Regions from separate parts of the Mus musculus genome. Here regions 2, 3, 4, 5 and 6 are each linked to region 1. The links are chromatin contacts, called in public HiChIP or PLAC-seq and promoter capture Hi-C maps. All regions are on one chromosome and are shown on one strand. Each heading gives the region's core, a stretch centred on a gene start, on an enhancer-like site or on the middle of the called end of the contact. The rest is flanking DNA. Distances are from core to core; before and after follow the strand shown.

The links. Promoter capture Hi-C pulls out the DNA fragments that hold promoters and counts their contacts. HiChIP or PLAC-seq counts read pairs in DNA pulled down with a chosen protein or histone mark.
Region 2: a contact with region 1 is called in an H3K4me3 HiChIP or PLAC-seq map of the 230-238 cell line, with 11 read pairs. The contact joins the enhancer-like site here to the promoter of Arl14ep in region 1. A contact is called at or near these places in 2 of 39 promoter capture datasets (the C10 cell line and hippocampal neurons) and 3 of 115 datasets of contacts at active chromatin or transcription factors (the 230-238 cell line and embryonic stem cells).
Region 3: a promoter capture Hi-C map of Sertoli cells shows a contact between it and region 1, with 8 times the contacts expected there. The contact joins the enhancer-like site here to the promoter of Arl14ep in region 1. A contact is called at or near these places in 25 of 39 promoter capture datasets (the 3T3-L1 cell line, 3T3-L1-derived adipocytes, the C10 cell line and 14 more), 1 of 15 datasets of contacts at CTCF or cohesin (embryonic stem cells), 30 of 484 Hi-C or Micro-C datasets (the HPC-7 cell line, LSK cells, the N1E-115 cell line and 14 more), 26 of 115 datasets of contacts at active chromatin or transcription factors (T-cell acute lymphoblastic leukemia, bone marrow-derived macrophages, cardiomyocytes and 12 more) and 2 of 9 other capture datasets (embryonic stem cells and pancreatic islet).
Region 4: a contact with region 1 is called in a promoter capture Hi-C map of hippocampal neurons, with 4 times the contacts expected there. The contact joins the enhancer-like site here to the promoter of Arl14ep in region 1. A contact is called at or near these places in 4 of 39 promoter capture datasets (the 3T3-L1 cell line, the C10 cell line and hippocampal neurons) and 1 of 484 Hi-C or Micro-C datasets (the G1E-ER4 cell line).
Region 5: a contact with region 1 is called in a promoter capture Hi-C map of hippocampal neurons, with 4 times the contacts expected there. The contact joins the enhancer-like site here to the promoter of Arl14ep in region 1. A contact is called at or near these places in 4 of 39 promoter capture datasets (the 3T3-L1 cell line, 3T3-L1-derived adipocytes and hippocampal neurons), 2 of 484 Hi-C or Micro-C datasets (cerebral cortex and cortical neurons) and 2 of 115 datasets of contacts at active chromatin or transcription factors (the NIH/3T3 cell line and embryonic fibroblasts).
Region 6: a contact with region 1 is called in an H3K4me3 HiChIP or PLAC-seq map of stem cell-derived neural progenitor cells, with 13 read pairs. The contact joins the enhancer-like site here to the promoter of Arl14ep in region 1. A contact is called at or near these places in 15 of 39 promoter capture datasets (the 3T3-L1 cell line, the C10 cell line, the HPC-7 cell line and 7 more), 2 of 484 Hi-C or Micro-C datasets (liver and nephron progenitors), 18 of 115 datasets of contacts at active chromatin or transcription factors (the 230-238 cell line, T-cell acute lymphoblastic leukemia, differentiating embryonic stem cells and 7 more) and 1 of 9 other capture datasets (adipose tissue).

Annotation. Positions count from the first base shown.
Region 1 is chr2:106,973,009-106,975,904 of GRCm38.p6, forward strand. Arl14ep (ADP-ribosylation factor-like 14 effector protein) reads right to left here and starts at 1,389. Exons shown (of 5, transcript NM_001025102.2): 1 at 1,264-1,389.
Region 2 is chr2:107,954,265-107,957,160 of GRCm38.p6, forward strand. No RefSeq gene overlaps it. Among named protein-coding and RNA genes, the nearest start is that of Gm39904, 32 kb to the left of the region's middle. Within about 2 kb of position 1,542, at least 14 of the 459 cell types and tissues checked have an H3K27ac peak or open chromatin away from gene starts, as enhancers often do. A contact at or near this core is called in the 230-238 cell line, where this site is marked.
Region 3 is chr2:106,354,687-106,357,582 of GRCm38.p6, forward strand. It overlaps Dcdc5 (doublecortin domain containing 5), which reads left to right. Exons shown (of 24, transcript NM_177844.2): 12 at 2,344-2,502. Among named protein-coding and RNA genes, the nearest start is that of Gm36036, 54 kb to the right of the region's middle. Within about 2 kb of position 1,380, at least 17 of the 459 cell types and tissues checked have an H3K27ac peak or open chromatin away from gene starts, as enhancers often do. A contact at or near this core is called in Sertoli cells, embryonic heart and embryonic limb bud, where this site is marked.
Region 4 is chr2:107,541,938-107,544,833 of GRCm38.p6, forward strand. No RefSeq gene overlaps it. Among named protein-coding and RNA genes, the nearest start is that of Gm39903, 190 kb to the right of the region's middle. Within about 2 kb of position 1,399, at least 12 of the 459 cell types and tissues checked have an H3K27ac peak or open chromatin away from gene starts, as enhancers often do. A contact at or near this core is called in hippocampal neurons, where this site is marked.
Region 5 is chr2:107,518,472-107,521,367 of GRCm38.p6, forward strand. No RefSeq gene overlaps it. Among named protein-coding and RNA genes, the nearest start is that of Gm39903, 210 kb to the right of the region's middle. Within about 2 kb of position 1,495, at least 39 of the 459 cell types and tissues checked have an H3K27ac peak or open chromatin away from gene starts, as enhancers often do. A contact at or near this core is called in cerebral cortex, cortical neurons and hippocampal neurons, where this site is marked.
Region 6 is chr2:106,453,333-106,456,228 of GRCm38.p6, forward strand. No RefSeq gene overlaps it. Among named protein-coding and RNA genes, the nearest start is that of Gm46755, 26 kb to the left of the region's middle. Within about 2 kb of position 1,414, at least 16 of the 459 cell types and tissues checked have an H3K27ac peak or open chromatin away from gene starts, as enhancers often do. A contact at or near this core is called in neural progenitor cells and stem cell-derived neural progenitor cells, where this site is marked.

The sequences.
Region 1 (2,896 bases), core at 139-2,638:
AGGTCAAGTCAGCAAAACCTCCTCAGAGTATGGTGGCTCGGGGGTCACATATTCTCCAGCCACCATGGGATCCAGTCATCTGTATACCCCACTTGTTCGTATCAATTCTTCAAGCATCACTAATTCCTCCTTCACCTCGGAGGTTTCCATCAACCTATGTAAAAGAGTAAACTTCCAGTCTTTCTGCTTTACAGCAACACCATACTCTGCTACTTGTTAGTGCATTATATGCAAAGCTCCAAAGGCAAGGCACTACCGGATTCCCTCAACAGCCAAGGCTTCTCTAATTAGCAAATTCTGACACTTTACTCTTTAGAAATTTTTTGAATAAACACAAGGTCAGAAATTCCTAGAGTCCCAAATGGCAGACTCTCCTTGAAATCGATGTGATCGGATCCCACTTCTCTGCAATGATCCCCACCACAACCCCGCGTGGGATTCACTCATTAATGCCCCTACTCTCTGCCAATGCCTCAACTCATCAGACATAATCAACAGCACTAGGGTAGAAAAAAATTTAAAACAAAACGAAACAAATGAAACCCTCAACCCACCAAAGTGCGTAACTAAATATCACACGGTTAGAACTGCGAAGATTGTGAATTTTAAAGACGGTCTGGAGAGATGGTTCCAGAAGACCCAAGTTAATTCCCAGCACCCACGCCGGTGGCTCAGACTATCCTGTAACTCCAGTTTCAAGGTAATCCGACGCCCTGTTCTGATCTGTCGGGGCTCCAGCCACGCACTGCTGGCACATACATACTGGCAAGACATCCATCCATACAAAATAAAGTAATAAAACAAAATGTTTTTAAAGTTAGACTTGGGAGGCAGAGGCAGGCGGATCTCTGTGAGTTCTAGGTTAGCCTCGTCCACATAGAGAATTCCAAGTCAGCCAAGACTACACAGAGAAACTGTCTCAAAAAACAAAACAAAACAACAAAACTTAAAAGCCCCAGGCCTGGTTACTCGTTTCTGTAATCTGAGCTACTCAGGAGGGGCTTGATGAGTTGGAGGGTAGTTTAGGACATTTGGCACGAGTGAGTCCTCACAAAGAAGCTGAGGATGAAGCTCAGCAGTGGCGAGGCCCTGGTTCAAATAAAACCCTGCAATCTGATGCAGTGGCGGACCTACTGTGTGCAGGGTAGAGCCGGGTGCCAGGCTGCTACAAGCCCCTTCCGCCGTACAAGCCTCCCCTCCCAACACTCCTCCCGGTTCACCGCGGCCTCCCACATTCAAGTGCCATCGGTAGAGTCCACTCACAGCCCTACGGCCCGACCCGGCCCGGTCCACCTGAGCTGCCACGGGTCTCCGCTGGGCTCCGGAAGCACCGTCTCTGCACAGGCCAAGCTCGGCTTTCCACACCACCGCCGGCCCCGCGCAGAAACCGAGAGGACGGCGAGGGCGGCTAGAGAGACCGCTTGTACCATGGAGAGGAACCAGGAGGAGCCTAGAGCGGAAGCCAGCCCGGAGGCCTCCGGAGGAGGAAGGGCTGGGTGCGGGGGACAAGGGGGGATGACTCAATCCAACGCAAGAGTTGCTTCAGTTGCTCGCCCGCCTTGGGGAACTTGTATCCTCTCCTGAGGTTGGGGAATTGGGAGGCTCTTGGAGGCCCTTAGCAAACACAGGTTTCCTTTACTTCGTTTGCAAATCTGTTCTGTGCAGGACACCAAACAAACGCACCTAGATAGCCCTAATCCTGGAGGAGAGTTAAATGCAACTCAAGGAATGGACCTTTTATTTAAAGTCTCACATTTTATTTTTTGATCCATTCCAACTAAACATATTCTAAAACGCTCTCTCTATTATATATTGTAAAAAAAAAAAAAAAGTCTAGATCTTTGAGTAAAAGGTACACCACAGGAAATTAACCTTTACATTTTGGGGGTGGAGAGAAGAGGTGTAATCATTGTTGTTTTGAGGTGCGTGAGTTTTTGTTTTAATTTTGGGACAAGGTTGCAGCCAGGTAGTTGAGGCTGGACCCTAGAACTCTATAGGTAGTCCACGCGGCTATGAATATAACGTTTTCTTGGTTTTGAGAATTTGACACATATGGTGTGTTTGGATCAACTCCACCTCCAGTGATGTCATCTAGAAGTGCAGGACTGGGTTCGGTTCTCTTTGTCAGCTCAAGGATTAAAAAGGAGGACAGCATTACCTGAAATTTTTGGGTGTCCCTGCAGAGTCAACATATGATAACCTAGGAATTTGGGTTCCTTCCTGGGGATCTTAGTTTTATTAATAAAAGAATAAACTAAAACAGAACAACTCAAGGACAACTTATTAGAATTTTAAAAAGAAAACCCAAGAGCAGGCAATTTGTTAATCTTTAAGTTGTCCCAAAGAGGAAGATGTAGAGTATAAATATGACCGGCCTCAGTGGCAGACAGCCTTGGGGTGAGAGGTGGAACTTCCGCAAAGAGGAGGAAGTCTAATGCTAAGTTAGAGAGCTCTGGCCAGCACCTGAAGGAAAAAGATGGAACAATAAATAGTTACACAGTTTTTTTGTCGTGCCTCAGAAAGCAGGTCAGACCCATTGAGGTCAGCCAAACCTAACCAAGGCTCTGCTCTTAGGACTGAATGGGGCATTGGAAGGAGTCTGGGAAGGGAAAACTTGCTCTTAAGCTGAACCTACCTTCCTAGTAGATGTCTCCCAGCCAGACCCTGACCTGCCCCATTGGATTAGACCTTAAGGGAAGAGACTAGGGCATGCCTACAGCTAGGCAGAGATTCCACTCCCTTCTACCTTCTCTCACGTAAAGGCAGGTATATTGGGTTTTGTTTTCGTTTGCTTGTTTTTTAAAAACCCAGAGTCCATTCATTGCTGTCAGTATTTGCTATGTGAGGCTATCCATGAAAGAAAATCAGGAAATGCATCCCTGAAGAAAATTGACTC
Region 2 (2,896 bases), core at 292-2,791, 980 kb after region 1:
TCTCTCTCCGCATCCACGCCAGCATCTGCTGTCACCTGAATTTTTGATCTTAGCCATTCTGACTGGTGTGAAGTGGAATCTCAGAGTTGTTTTGATTTGCATTTCCCTGATGATTAAGGATGTTGAACATTTTTCAGGTGCTTCTCTGCCATTCGGTATTCCTCAGGTGAGAATTCTTTGTTCAGTTCTGAGCCCCATTTTTTAATGGGGTTATTTGATTTTCTGAAGTCCACCTTCTTGAGTTCTTTATATATGTTGGATATTAGTCCCCTATCTGATTTAGGATATTAGAAATTAGGGAAACAACACCCTTCTCAATAGTCACAAATAATATAAAATATCTTGGCGTGACTCTAACTAAGGAAGTGAAAGATCTGTATGATAAAAACTTCAAGTCTCTGAAGAAAGAAATTAAAGAAGATCTCAGAAGATGGAAAGATCTCCCATGCTCATGGATTGGCAGGATCAACATTGTAAAAATGGCTATCTTGCCAAAAGCAATCTACAGATTCAATGCAATCCCCATCAAAATTCCAACTCAATTCTTCAACGAATTAGAAGGAGCGATTTGCAAATTCATCTGGAATAACAAAAAACCTAGGATAGCAAAAAGTCTTCTCAAGGATAAAAGAACTTCTGGTGGAATCACCACGCCTGACCTAAAGCTTTACTACAGAGCAATTGTGATAAAAACTGCATGGTACTGGTATAGAGACAGACAAGTAGACCAATGGAATAGAATTGAAGACCCAGAAATGAACCCACACACCTATGGTCACTTGATCTTCGACAAGGGAGCCAAAACCATCCAGTGGAAGAAAGACAGCATTTTCAACAATTGGTGCTGGCACAACTGGTTGTTATCATGTAGAAGAATGCGAATCGATCCATATTTATCTCCTTGTACTAAGGTCAAATCTAAATGGATCAAAGAACTTCACATAAAACCAGAGACACTGAAACTTATAGAGGAGAAAGTGGGGAAAAGCCTTGAAGATATGGGCACATGGGAAAAATTCCTGAACAGAACAGCAATGGCTTGTGCTGTAAGATCGAGAATTGACAAATGGGACCTAATGAAACTCCAAAGTTTCTGCAAGGCAAAAGACACCGTCAATAAGACAAAGAGACCACCAACAGATTGGGAAAGGATCTTTACCTATCCTAAATCAGATAGGGGACTAATATCCAACATATATAAAGAACTCAAGAAGGTGGACCTCAGAAAATCAAATAACCCCCTTAAAAAATGGGGCTCAGAACTGAACAAAGAATTCTCACCTGAGGAATACCGAATGGCAGAGAAGCACCTGAAAAAATGTTCAACATCCTTAATCATCAGGGAAATGCAAATCAAAACAACCCTGAGATTCCACCTCACACCAGTCAGAATGTCTAAGATCAAAAATTCAGGTGACAGCAGATGCTGGCGAGGATGTGGAGAAAGAGGAACACTCCTCCATTGTTGGTGGGATTGCAGGCTTGTACAACTCTATTGTCTTGATCTCCAAATTGGGCCTCTCCCTCCGAGAAGAAAAGGGGGGTCAGAAGCAGGCCACAGATGCACCGTTCCGAGAACAACCACAGAATGTTCCAGCCCTAGGTCAGTGCCAGATGTCCTGACCACACCCTGATACCACCAAGTTCCTGCTTCCCCGTGTAGCTGCCAAAAGAAAATTTTCTGCTGCCCCATCCTTCCTGCAGAGAAGTACTTCCTCTTTTGCTTGTGCATTTAAGCCTTGAGCCTTGCTGAATACAGTGACACCTTGATGCTACTCACACTGCTTCTGTGTCGTTCCTGCACTTGGTGTCCGTCTCTCCCTCCCCCCATTTGGTTCTTAGAAGATCCCCTCGAGACCCTCGAATAACTGGATCTGCTGGACAGGTCAAGTGGCGCCAGACATGGGGCACGAGGTACGACCACCTTCTGGACAATGGATTCGAGAGGTACCACACAGACAGTGAGTCAGTTTTCTGCCACTTTGCTCCAGTGTCAAGGTCTCGAGAGGTAAGCCTGGGCATTCAGTTGTTGTCCCATCTACCATGGGGAAGGTTCTGTCCAAAGAGGCAGTTTTTATTCAAGAGATGAAGGGGTCTCTTAAGGAGAGAGGGATTGGAGTTAAGATAAAGGATTTAATATTTTTTATTTTGTTTGTTTTGTGGACGAAAGATGTCCGTGGCTGATACTGAGTGGCCCTGAAATACACCCTTTAACCTGGAATAAAATAGGCAAAGAAATCAATAGTTTAATAAAACAAGGAGAAGATGTCCCTGAGTTCTTTTTTAGCTATTGGGGAATCGTGTCAGAGATCTCCTTAAACAGGCAGAAGAGGGCGCAGAAGGCGCCTCCCTCTTAGCCCTTACTGAAGTTTTTATAAAACTCCCATTCACTGTCCTGTAAAAGTGAAATCAAACCGCTGATGCCTCCAGCATCTCGGCCAATAATTAACGACCCTATTCCTAAAGATTCCCTCCATATTCCCCTCCCTCCCAGGCAAAGTCTGCCTCAGGAGAAAAGAGTGCTCTTCAGCCCTCAACAAAACCCAAGAGAATTTATCCAATTTTATATAAAGAATTGTCAAATGACTCCCTTGATCCCTCCTCTGAGGAAGAACTTGATTAAGAGGCTTTCAATTATGAATGGGACTGCTATGGTCTGGGACCCGGTGCCTATGTTGCCGTGGAGCCCTTTAAACCCACCCCCCCTCCTTACTTGCCCCCATTCCCCCTACCGCTCATCCCATATCACTGGGTTCTCCGTCCGTTCAGCGATTACTTCGAACTAAGAGAGAGCTTCAGACTCAGATAACCAATCTTAAAGATGTTCTAGTGAAAGAACCAAGTGGGGAAACCCCCACTCAATTTCGTGCACCCAAGAATCACGAACAGACAACCA
Region 3 (2,896 bases), core at 130-2,629, 620 kb before region 1:
TTTATTTTTTGTTTTCATGAAAAGTCATGGGTTTGGCTCCAGACTTTCCATACTTTCATCTGTTACTCTTGTTTGCCCCTCCCTTATTGCCCTTTTAATGCTCTTCTGCTCTAGTCTAACCACCTTGTTCCCACCTCCTTGGCTTCCATGTCCCATGTCCTTCACTTATGTTCCATGTCCCATGTCCTCTCTTATGTTCTTCCTTCTCGGCTGGTAGTGTGTCTTTGCTGGGAAAACTCTATGTTAGAAGTCACCGTGCAGTTTCTCTGGAGTCCTTCAGTCTGTATATATAGAGGACCTAGCAAGGGCGGCTTGAGGTGACTTAAGGAAGGACATCCGTGGAGCACACTCTGAGGACATAAATCCACAAGAGATCCTTCTTTCTTTTCTAATGAGATTATAATTTAATTACGTCATTACCCCCTTCCCTTTCCTTCATTCAGGCTCTCCCAAATGTCCCTCCTTACTCTCCTTCAAACCCAGGGCCTCTTTCTGTTTTCACTATCACAAGAGCATATGTATGTACATGGATGTCCCTAAGTATAACTTGCTTGATCCATATGCTACTTGTATGTATGATTTCAGGGCTAAAGGATGAGCCGTTTTCATCACTGGGCTCTGTGGGGAGATGGGTGGCAAAGCCTGTTAGGATCTGGGTGAGCCTGGGCACTGGTCCCATCCCTGCTGATGGGAGGCAAACTCAGAGCACAGACTTTGGGAATGGCCTTCTCATTTTCTCAACATTGCAGAGATTGTCCCTTTGTGACTTCTGAGCCCTGTGTGGCCCTTCCTCCCTAACCACTCACCCTGTCACATCAGCATCTTACTCTCCCTCCAGTGAGTCAGGTGAATTCTCCATTTGCTCCTTTGCTTGTTTGCCTTTGGTTCTGACTAGAGTGTTCTGCCTCGTCTAGGGGATTTCTTCCCAGGCCTCTGTTTTAGTGTAGCTTCTGAGAGGTCTCAGAATACAGCAGATCCCATGGCAGTGACTCTCCCTGCCGTATGCTGTGTTCTTCCATGGGGGTGGGGGAGCACTAGCTGTGGCCACTCATGTCCTTGTCTATTATCTTTCTTCTTACCAACACAATGTGAGCATCATTGTCCTGTTTATTGCTGTACCCCACACAAAGAATTCTATACCTCGCATACAGTAGAAGCTAGATAAATATTGATTAAAGGAATGTGTAACTAATGGAGATGCAGCTGATAAATTAGCAATTTGGTTAGTTAATTATTTAAACAAGATAATTTTTTAAAGGCTCCTTAAAAACTGACTTGACTACATTTGACTTACCAGGAATATCAAAGGCTGGTGAATTAATTGCAAGTAGGGTGAGGGTGACAGGGCTGTGCTTTCTATTTCCAACACAAGATGGCACTGGTGTATTTTCAACCACTGGGAATAGGTGGCGTGGGAAGCTGCCTGTGCTCAGGAGGCCTTGGCTACACTCCAATCTTATATCCATAAGCAGCGCTGGCCCTGGCCCCTGATAAGTGCACAGCCACATGTGTTAGCAGCAGAGTTGCCCTGGAAGACTCTGCTCATTTCATAATGCTCGCAGTTACATCAAATTATCACCACCACTCAAGTGCCTACAGTATTCCCCAGAGAAGGAACACTATTTACCCAGTAGCTTGCTGGGCCTGAGGTACACTTGCTGCTTTGCCTGTGTGTTTATCCCACCCTTGGCAAAACAGTCTTTATAATGCTGCTTCCAAGTCCCACTCAAAGCAAGGCTTTTCTAACAGCAACCTGGAGCTTAGAATCCGTGGGTCTGAACAGTGTGCGCTACCTCACCCATCTGTGTCTTAAGCATCTAAACTATCACTATTATATTCTAGAGTTTCCATGTAATTTTCTCAATTAAAAAGCACGTGTGCAGCTGTGCTTTAAGTCACTTTAGATTCCTCTGCTGAGAATAAGATTTTTTAACATCTATAACACATGCCACTCAGTCATCTGGACTATACTGCTTCTGGCAGAACTATGACCTACTTTACCCTGGTATTAGGAGTGTCATTTCATGTTCATTATGAATTGTTGAAATTGTTTAATGGTCTTAATATAACTTTTCAATATAATATATGGATCCGCTTTTCAAAACCAAAATAGCAAAAATGCATGTTGTTTATTATATGATTGAGGAATTTTATTTGTAGGCCTCTACTAAAAGATCTAAATTGTGTACTAGTGAGGAATGGCTTTCCAAATCTAGACACCCCTGTGAAAATGTGATTTACAGAAGCACCAGTATCCTGTAGGCTGTGGTCAGGCTGCACATGGAGACCCCGTGAACACACATCAGCATTCTTAGCCTTGACCTTGCTCCCGCATCTTAACAGAGATTCTCATGCAAGAGCCCACCTCCGCATGGAAGCCTGTCGCAGGACGCTCAAGTATGCTTGGCAGGACCCTTCGTACAACCTTGCTGCTGATGGCAGTCTTCCAAAGAAAGCAGAGAAAGAGCTCTTTGAAAATGTGCAGCCCCCAAAGAAACACAGGTAAAATGTGCAAGGGATTTCTGTTGGTGGAGTCTGTCTGGCCTTGGACTCCCTCATGCTGGTACAAGTACATTCCTTAACATTTTTACTTTGATTTGCTACTGTGTGTGCCAGCATGTACATTTTTGTCTTGTGATACTGATCAAAGCATCTGGGACTAGAGGGAAGGGGAGGCTCTTTACCCTTCAGCTCATCCTGAGCAGGGTCTTGGTATGTGATGTGATACACTCTTTCTACCAAACAGTAGTTTCATCCACCTGTGAGTCCTGAGAACTTGGAACAGAATTCAAAGCTTTATATTCATTGAATGCATGTGTGGATAAATGCCTGAACACTATAGTAAGGTGCCTCCAATTCCCTTAAGAATCTAAGAAAATACAATTTTTCCTTTTAA
Region 4 (2,896 bases), core at 149-2,648, 570 kb after region 1:
CATTCTCTTTGATAATGGCTTTTCCCTTCTCTTCTTCATGATGCTACCAGAAGGCCTGGCCTCTCAACTAGTCACCAATAATCATAACGAAGTTGGGCAGCTTGCTTACTCTGGGTCAGACAGAGTCCTTTTAAAATTTGGAATGGTGAGGTAGTGACTAATTATCTGAGGACTTTGTAAAAGCAGTGCTGATATACATAGTTATATACATAGTTTTCACGGACATGAATTAAAAGTGAGCAGCGAGAGGAATAGATACAGGCTAGGCATGGCCTTTGGAAGAGTGTCTCCTTTGATCATTAAACACTTTATAATTCCTGATAAGTTCCCATTTCTTGGTTCTGATCTGTGCATTTCTGGTTCTGTATTTGGGACATCTCTATGAAAATCTTCACATGGTTTAGTCCTTTGTTCCTTCTTGTCTTAGCTAGAAGGTTGCTTGGTAATAGAAGCTCTTTCTTTGGTGTATATCCTCATTCTCACATTCTTTATCTCTGACATTTCTATCTTACTTATGCCATTTAATGTAATATGAAGCTTACAGTTTTGGGTTCTTACTCATTTATTATTGGATTTTCTTACTAAAATGTATCAGCCACCTCTTCTCAATCACTCTCTTCCCAATGTTGTAGAATAAGTCTATGAGCACTAAATAAAGCAGTTATTTGAATAAATACTAGATATGATGATTACTTCCTTTCATTGTATAATTGTGAAGATATTTTTTTAAAATATCAGTCATGAGACTGATAACGTCTAGGTGAAGACACCTATAAGGGTTAAAGTTGCTCATAGCCTCTCAACATGTCCTGTGATGTTCATTTTTCAGTTTTCCAGCAGCTTCAGAGATAGTAGCATCATGTGGATCTTCCTGATCTTATATCTGTCTCCAACTACTTATGTCTGCTCACCCTTTGTCATTCAATTCTACTCCAATCATTAAATCTGATCTTTATTCATACCCATCGGTTACTACAGAGTTGTCCAACACTTCTCTTTCTCAATGTACCTTTCAGATCATTTGTCACCTTTAATACACTTAAAGTGTTTTCAGATGGTAACAGTAAAGGTTCTGGTTAATTTTGGTCTGAAATCTTTTATATAATAGTTAGAAAACAAACGCCCATAAGTATAGATATCTTGAAATAAATATTGAAATCCTTCTAAGAGAGCCTCACCAGGTAAGACATGTGAATCCATGTATATATCTAACCCTAGAAAGGAATGATTCCACCTTGTAAATGACTTCTAGAATCCTAGAAGCACTCAGAGGTATGAGGTATAGAAGTGCCAACGTGTTAAGCATGAGACTCATCTGCACAGCATATTTGGTCCTCCTGTAGATCTCTTATTGGCATAAGAAGCCTGCAGATCTCAGGGAAAAGAAGTAGGAGTGCATTGTGCAGTTCTAAGGTACTGAGCATGCGGGGGCTGTATGTGCTGTGAAGCAGGCTCCAAATGAGTCATACGCCTGTTACAAATGTTCCTTTGAATCTTCTGCTGGTGTTTCAATCTCATATTCTTCCTAAGTAGCTTTGTGATAGCTCATCCTCACATCTTACAGCTTAGATTGCTCAAGAGATCGATGATCAAGCATTTGAGTTAAGCCTCAAAATTATAGTATAAAATAATATAGTGTTCATATTGTCACCATGTTTGGGAAAGAAAACAGAATGCATCACCAAGTGACAGAATAGGCTGATTTAGAATTATAAACTAAAATGGGCTTTAATTAGAATATAAGTTTAAACATTTACTAGCTCTGAGATATTGGAAAAGAGTCCTCATTAAGCATTAATGTTCTTTCTGTTAAAACAGTAATGATATTCCACCCTAAATAATATCACTTACAGGCACATGAACAATAGGAAAAAACCCAATACAGAACCCTTTATGATAGCACTTACCTGAATATAATATGCTCTCCCATTTACTTGGATAAATATATTTAGCAATAATACTAATGATAGGTAGGTAATAGTACCTTATTCTTGAACACAGAGATTGGGATTATGTCTTTGTTATTGAAGCAGATATGCTCAATTACCTTTCCTATTAACAAACTCATTCTCCATCTGTTTTGAAAACTACTTTTCTTATCTTCTCTATAAACTAACCACAACAAGTGATGTTCTGTCTAAAAACAAGCAAGCAAACAAACAAACAAACAAATAAGCAAAAAAAAAAAAAAGATTTCAGAGATTTGAAAATAAATTTTGGACCATGTCTGCACTTCTTTCTATTACTTTGATTTCTGCTTAAGAGTAAACATGAAACTGTACTGAAACAGTACCTCTGAGTGCCTTCCATGAGGAAAGTATAAGAATGCCAACCTCACACTATGGACACACTATGGACACTCTATGGACAATATGGACAATGAAGAAGGTGGGCAAAGACAGACTGAGCATGGTGGAACATGTGCACCACCTCTAGGACAATTAACTACAGATTGATCCAGGGTATATATTTTTCTACTTAGTTAAACTTCTATTTTATTTTTCCAACTGGTTTTATATGCATGCGGGCAAATTCTATTTTCATATAATTTATAAGTATTATTTTTATCAAAGTTTGATGTTACTATTTCCTATTATTTTGATTGACATTTTGAAAGGTTAAAAAATATGTCCAAGTCAACATCATGTCATTCTCTAGTATAAGTAAAGCAAAGAATTTAACATATGCTTTAAATAGCAAAATATAAAATTGGCACGTGGATACAGGGGAAGAAAGTTCAAATAATAAAGATCAAGCAAAGTACCTGGGAAGAAGAAAACACAAGATGGATGATCAAAATCCTGGAATGCATTTGTTCTTTCGGTATTTTAGAAGGATAAGTAATGGCAGGAACATTTTTTTTTCCATTTTTTATTAGGTATTTAGCTCATTTACA
Region 5 (2,896 bases), core at 245-2,744, 550 kb after region 1:
CTGATTTTCACAAAAGATATACACCAAAATTATTGTAGAAATGGTGTAAGGGTTGACTGACAGAACTACTGATGATCCATCATCTAGATTCAGCTTTTCTTGTCCTAGGAAGTATCTAGATTAGGACCTGCAGCTTTATAGACACCCAACAAATAGCAGCTGCTGCTACTGTCATGGATTCTCTCTCTCTCTCTCTCTCTCTCTCTCTCTCTCTGTGTGTGTGTGTGTGTGTGTGTGTGTGTGTGTGTGTGTGTACACCCAATTACACAAGCACATACTGCCTATGGCAAAGTAAATGAGCCTCCTCCTCAGAATCCTAACCCGCATGGAAGCTTTTTTGCCTATTCCTAATTGTTTAGTTATAGATATCATTTAAATCCTTTAAGCTCTGTTCTCTTATCAACAAAGTAAAAATGACACACGCCCATCTGCATATTGCACAGACTGTGTCAAGGACTCTGGAAGACCAAGTGTATGTCTGTGTTAAACAAGTGCAAAGGTCAGCAGTAGCAACAGGCTACTTTTGAAACTTCATCAGACATAGAGCTAAGGAGTGTGCACTCAGATTATAAGATGAACTCTATTTGAACACTGTGAAACCATAAAACTAGGGCAATCAAAGTCTGGGGGTGATGTAGTTTAAAATAGACAGGTAAGTGCCTTGTAAGGTGTGGGATGCAGTTCTGCATTAGTTTCATTATTCAGCCAAACTTCTATTATGAGATAATATTTACTGAACTTTACGATAAGCCACAGACCAAACAATGTCTTCTGAACGTGGAGTTTTGTTTAACCCTTACTACACCATTCTCAGGGATAAATTAAATATTGTTGTCATCATTAAACAGCGAGGAAACCATCTTGTCAGTTATTATTACTCTCATTGTACACGAGGCCAGCTCCAGCTCTCAGAAAGGTTTCCTCTAACTGGGTCACAGAGAGATCCAGCTGCCCACCCACCACTGGCCCCACAGAGATGCAGGAGAAGGCTATTTTTGTCTCCTGCCCATCCCACAGAGCCTGGCACCCAGCTCCCCGAGGGAGGACTGCTCTTTGGAATTCCTGGCACCCACTCCATTCTCCTCCTCCTCATACACTGCTCATCTCTCCTAGTGATAACTGCGTTAGGTTTGTCTGTTAGTTCAGGCACACACAAACATGGCTCAAGCTTAGTCATCTCAAATTAGATATTGAGATCTTGCTATACCTTGGGAAGAGGGGCTGAAAGAGAGTTAATGTAGATGAGGCCTTGCCTGCAGCCTATCTTCTCTGAAAGACTGTTAAAATAATTTTATGTATGTACCAAGATTACATTTTCTGTGCTGTTGGGCTTTGCTGTGTGTCTCTGGGGCATTTTCTTGCCAGTTCAGTAAGCCCTTTGGTGTTAAGGAGCTGGTAACCTAGGAAATAATGTGGGGGAAGAAGGCTTTGGAGGTGCTCAGTTGCCAGTGTGATTGTCAGCCTGGTGGGCCGACTCTGAGGTAGTAGGTGTGTGTGAGGGTGGGTGAGGGTGCTGTGAGCTTGCTTGCCTTTGGTTGCCGGAGTGCTGGCACAGGAGTGTGGGTGTGATTGCAGTGAGTGATGCACGCAGGGTAATTGTCAGGCAGCTCAGATTTTCTCCCTCTGCCTTTTTTTGCTTCTTTTTCTCCCTCTAATTTATAGTAGGCAAAGAAATCCTCCGCTGCATCAACGAGGTGATATTTTTGAAAAGTTTCCAAGGGGATGAATTATATGCTGTTTCAGTTTCTCAGTATTATTGATTCTTTTAGGTTTTGTGACTAATATTTCTTAATGAGAGGTCTTGGGACTCTGAGGAAGCTGGGGAGGCCAGCTTTGGCTGCTTGCTTCTGTAAAGGAGGTATAAAACTCATGTATCATATTAGGAAGATTGCCTGTACAGATCAGTGCTAATTTCTACATTCAACCTCACTGCCACATTTAAAATTTTTGGCAGTGCTAATTCCAAATGGACTTCAGAAAAAAAATCATTTCTATTAATTTTAATATTTGTTTATGTAATCGTGTTTCATCTAATGGGTGGGTTTATCATCCTTTATCGAAGTTCATCACAAGTTGGATCTGAAATTCAAATCAGACCTGTAAGTGTCAGACTTAAAAATGAAACATTGAAAAATAGAGAATATATCTTAAGGATGAAAGATGTAAGTTTAGAAACTTGGCAATAATCTCACTGAGAAAGTCTGAACAAGAATGGAGTTCATACTAAAGTATTCATGAAAACTGAGGGAAGTGTTCACATGATGTCAGTTTCATCTCCTGGATGCAGCTGCTCTAGAGGCTGTGTATACTCTTCATCACAGAAAATGGTGACTGCCATTACATTTTATTGAATACTGATACTGTACAATTCACACATGTGCAAGTCATAATGGCAGACCTGATGCCAAGAAATATTCCATATCAAGCATATGCAATTATCCCAACACAATCAAATTTAACCTCTCCAATGTGGAAACTGTCTGATAGAGTGGCCATTCTTTTAGGGGACTGGTTTGTCTTGCAAAAGAATGAAATACACTTTTTGCCGTAGGAAAGTGGTGCCTTTCAACAGGAGCAGTTTTGTAGTAGTGGACATGTGTCACTGTTGGGAGATATCTTAGGTTGTCATCATCTAACATGTAGAGACAAGAAGTACTACTCATTATTCTACAGTGTCCAGTGGCCTGTAAAACTGCATGGCCCAGTTGATCCCAACAACAGTCTCACTCCTTACCATCAATATTCTGTATTAGTTGGGTTTTTTGTTTGTTTGTTTTTCGTTTTTTTGTTTTATTTTATTTTCATCCCTGTGATAAAGCATGTAACAAAAGTAACTTAAGGGGAAAACAAATTATTTTCTGGACCAAAATATTCATATTCCTCTTTTTGACACTGC
Region 6 (2,896 bases), core at 164-2,663, 520 kb before region 1:
ATATATACATATACATACAAAACTTAATGGGATATAATTTTCCATGTTTTCAAACTAATTTTCACCCCCCTGAGGGTGCTATCTCCCCCATTGAGAATGCATAATTCATTCATCAATACAAATGATGAATATTTAAGAGAAACATATATTAAGTTCAAAACAAACATATTGCATAGTATGTTATTTAGGATCCAAATATGTTGGAAAGAAAACCAAGATTATAATAAATATAAAATTTCTTCATTACTTCTACAAGTTAAGTAGACAAAAGAATGTATAAATAATCAAGAATGGTTTGTTATTAGCAATGGTTTCATAAATGATTTGGTTAGTACAGTGGTGCTTTAAAATATTAATATCACTTAAAACATACACACACACACATATATGGATATATATGGATATGTGTGTGTGTGTGTGTATACTATCTTAATTACTTTTCTATTGCTGTGATAAAATTATGACCAAGGTGACTTACGACAGAAAGCATTTACTTGGGGCTTACAGCTTCAGAGAGTGGCTGCCATGGAAGAGAGCATGACAGCAGACAACAAGACATGTGGAACAGTAGCTGAGAGTTCACAGCTTGAACACAGAAAGAGCAAACTGGGAATTTCAGTAGTCTGTTGAAACCTCAAAGCCCATCCACAGTGACAGGCCTTGTCCAACACCTCCTAGTTCTTCCCAAACAATTCTCCCAACTGGGAACCAAGTTTTCAAACATTTGAGCCTCTGGGCCCATCCTCATCCAAGCCACCACTTCTTCTCTTTGCATTCTTTTGCAGTCATGTTACAAAATGATTGCAACACAATGTGCCCAGGTGTCTGAAAGTAGATTCAGTAGAACACGGGGTCAACCATTCACAGATTCAGAGAGCTCTTCGGAGAGAGGAAGTGCATGGGCACAGCTGTAAAATGTGCCTGGGAGTTTTCCCATGAATAGAATTTAGATCCAAAAAAGCTTAGACTTTAGATACTTTAGAATATTTAAGTCAGGGGTGATGTGGGCCACAGATTCTTGATTAATACAGAAAGATTAAAACCACAGAAGGATGTTTCTTCATGATGGTTGTTTTCACACTTGAATGGAGTGTTAGTCTGAACGTCTCTTGTAGATGAAGCTACCAGCTCCTCTTTAGGGCTTCCAGTTCTAATCTTTGACTACACGAGCTCTGGGCTGCTTTGTCGTCTGCATCAGCTCAGCCTTCTTCCCACTTGCCCTTGCAAAATCGTTCTTTCTCAAAGTTCAAGATTTTTAATCCTTTTGGGCAAGGCTTCCCTAATTAAAGCCCAAACAATCTGAAAAGTAAATTAGTATTTGGGAGCCCTGGGCACCATTCCATGGCTCTTGATGTGACACTCCAAAAGCCTTCTTTGTTTCAATCTGAGCCTCTGTAAAAGCGCCTTTCTCACTTTGAGACTCTTCCCTCCTCTTGGCTCTGGTTTGGCTCAGCACAATGCCACCTAAACGAAGCACATCTTTCTCAGGTCACATGATTTCTCTTTGTAAATACTTGGGACATATGCCAGACACTCAGTTTGGCTGCCTCCTGTAGTTAGTTACGAGGATAATTCTCAGAGAGAGACTATAGATGCAAAGTGCATGTTCAGGACAAAGAGCAAGGAACCTTGAGTGAACAAAATAACCCTTGATATAAGGCCCAAGCATGTCTTAAAGAAGTCTTAGTTCACCTTTGCCTTTCCCACACCCAGCCCTCAGAGCCAGTTTCTATTTTGAGATACAAAAATCAAACCGTCTGGGAAAGTCGGAGATTGTAGGTGTGGATAAGGGATCGTCAATAAAATAGAATTTTAGGAGCACTCACTTGGTGGATCACTAACAAAAGGCAAGAGGGGGAAATGGCAGGGACCCAAGGACCCAGGATGTCCTGATCAGGATTAAATGCCTTGATTAGACTGTCTCATTTCCTCTGTGACAAGCCTTAACTTCTTACCTTTGATGGGCACCATTTTCATTTAAAGACTTCCCATTGTGGTAAGTGAAAAGTAAATGAAGTGCCAAGCTTAGAGAATTAATAAAGAGAAAAATGCCCATTATGTAGATTTTCCGCTCCTTAAAAAAAAAAAAAAGCCAAGTAGCATGTGTTATGTAAATGAACCAAGTTTACACTGGATCTTAGCCAAAAGACTGAGAAGCTATGATGAACCAACCGAGTTCAATAATGTGAAGTTTTATCTTCTCTGTACTGTTCAGACAGACAAAATCAAAACCTGTCTGACTGGCTTGGCCAGCCTCTTGTGTATCCTCTTTGAGTTTTTAAAATAGAGGAGCATCCAGAGATCTGTTGAAATTGGCTTTCCTTTTTAATTGTTTACATTTGCATGGATCAAGCCCTCACCTCACAGGCCAGTGGACCAACCCATTATAAGCCGTCTCATCCTTAATCCTGGGATGACCTTGGGAGTTCTCAAAGGGCTTATGATTCTTGTACAGCATCTGTTCTACTTCCTTTGGATCTTCACTTTCACACCAACCCCTCAGCGACCATGGGACTTTTCTCTTAAGATCATGCAGAAGTTAAGAGCATGGAGTCTGGGGTCACTTGGAGCTGAGTAGTTCTGAACAATTACTCATTTGCTTTATTATGTTAGTTTCCTTGTCTATGCAAGCAGGCTAAAAGAATACTTCTCCGATGGATTGTTGATAGCATTAAATGAGCATGAAGAGCTTGGAAGAGGAGAAGCTTCTGATAGCTGTTACACCACACCCCGCTGTGGTGGTTTGAATGAAACTGGCCCCCATAGACTCATAGGGAGTGGCATTACTTAGAGGTGTGGCCTCTTTGGAGTAGGTGTGGTATTGTTGGAGGAAGTGCATCACCTGGAGCAGGCTTTAGTCTTAGATGTTCAATCCAGACCTAGTGACTCACTGCTC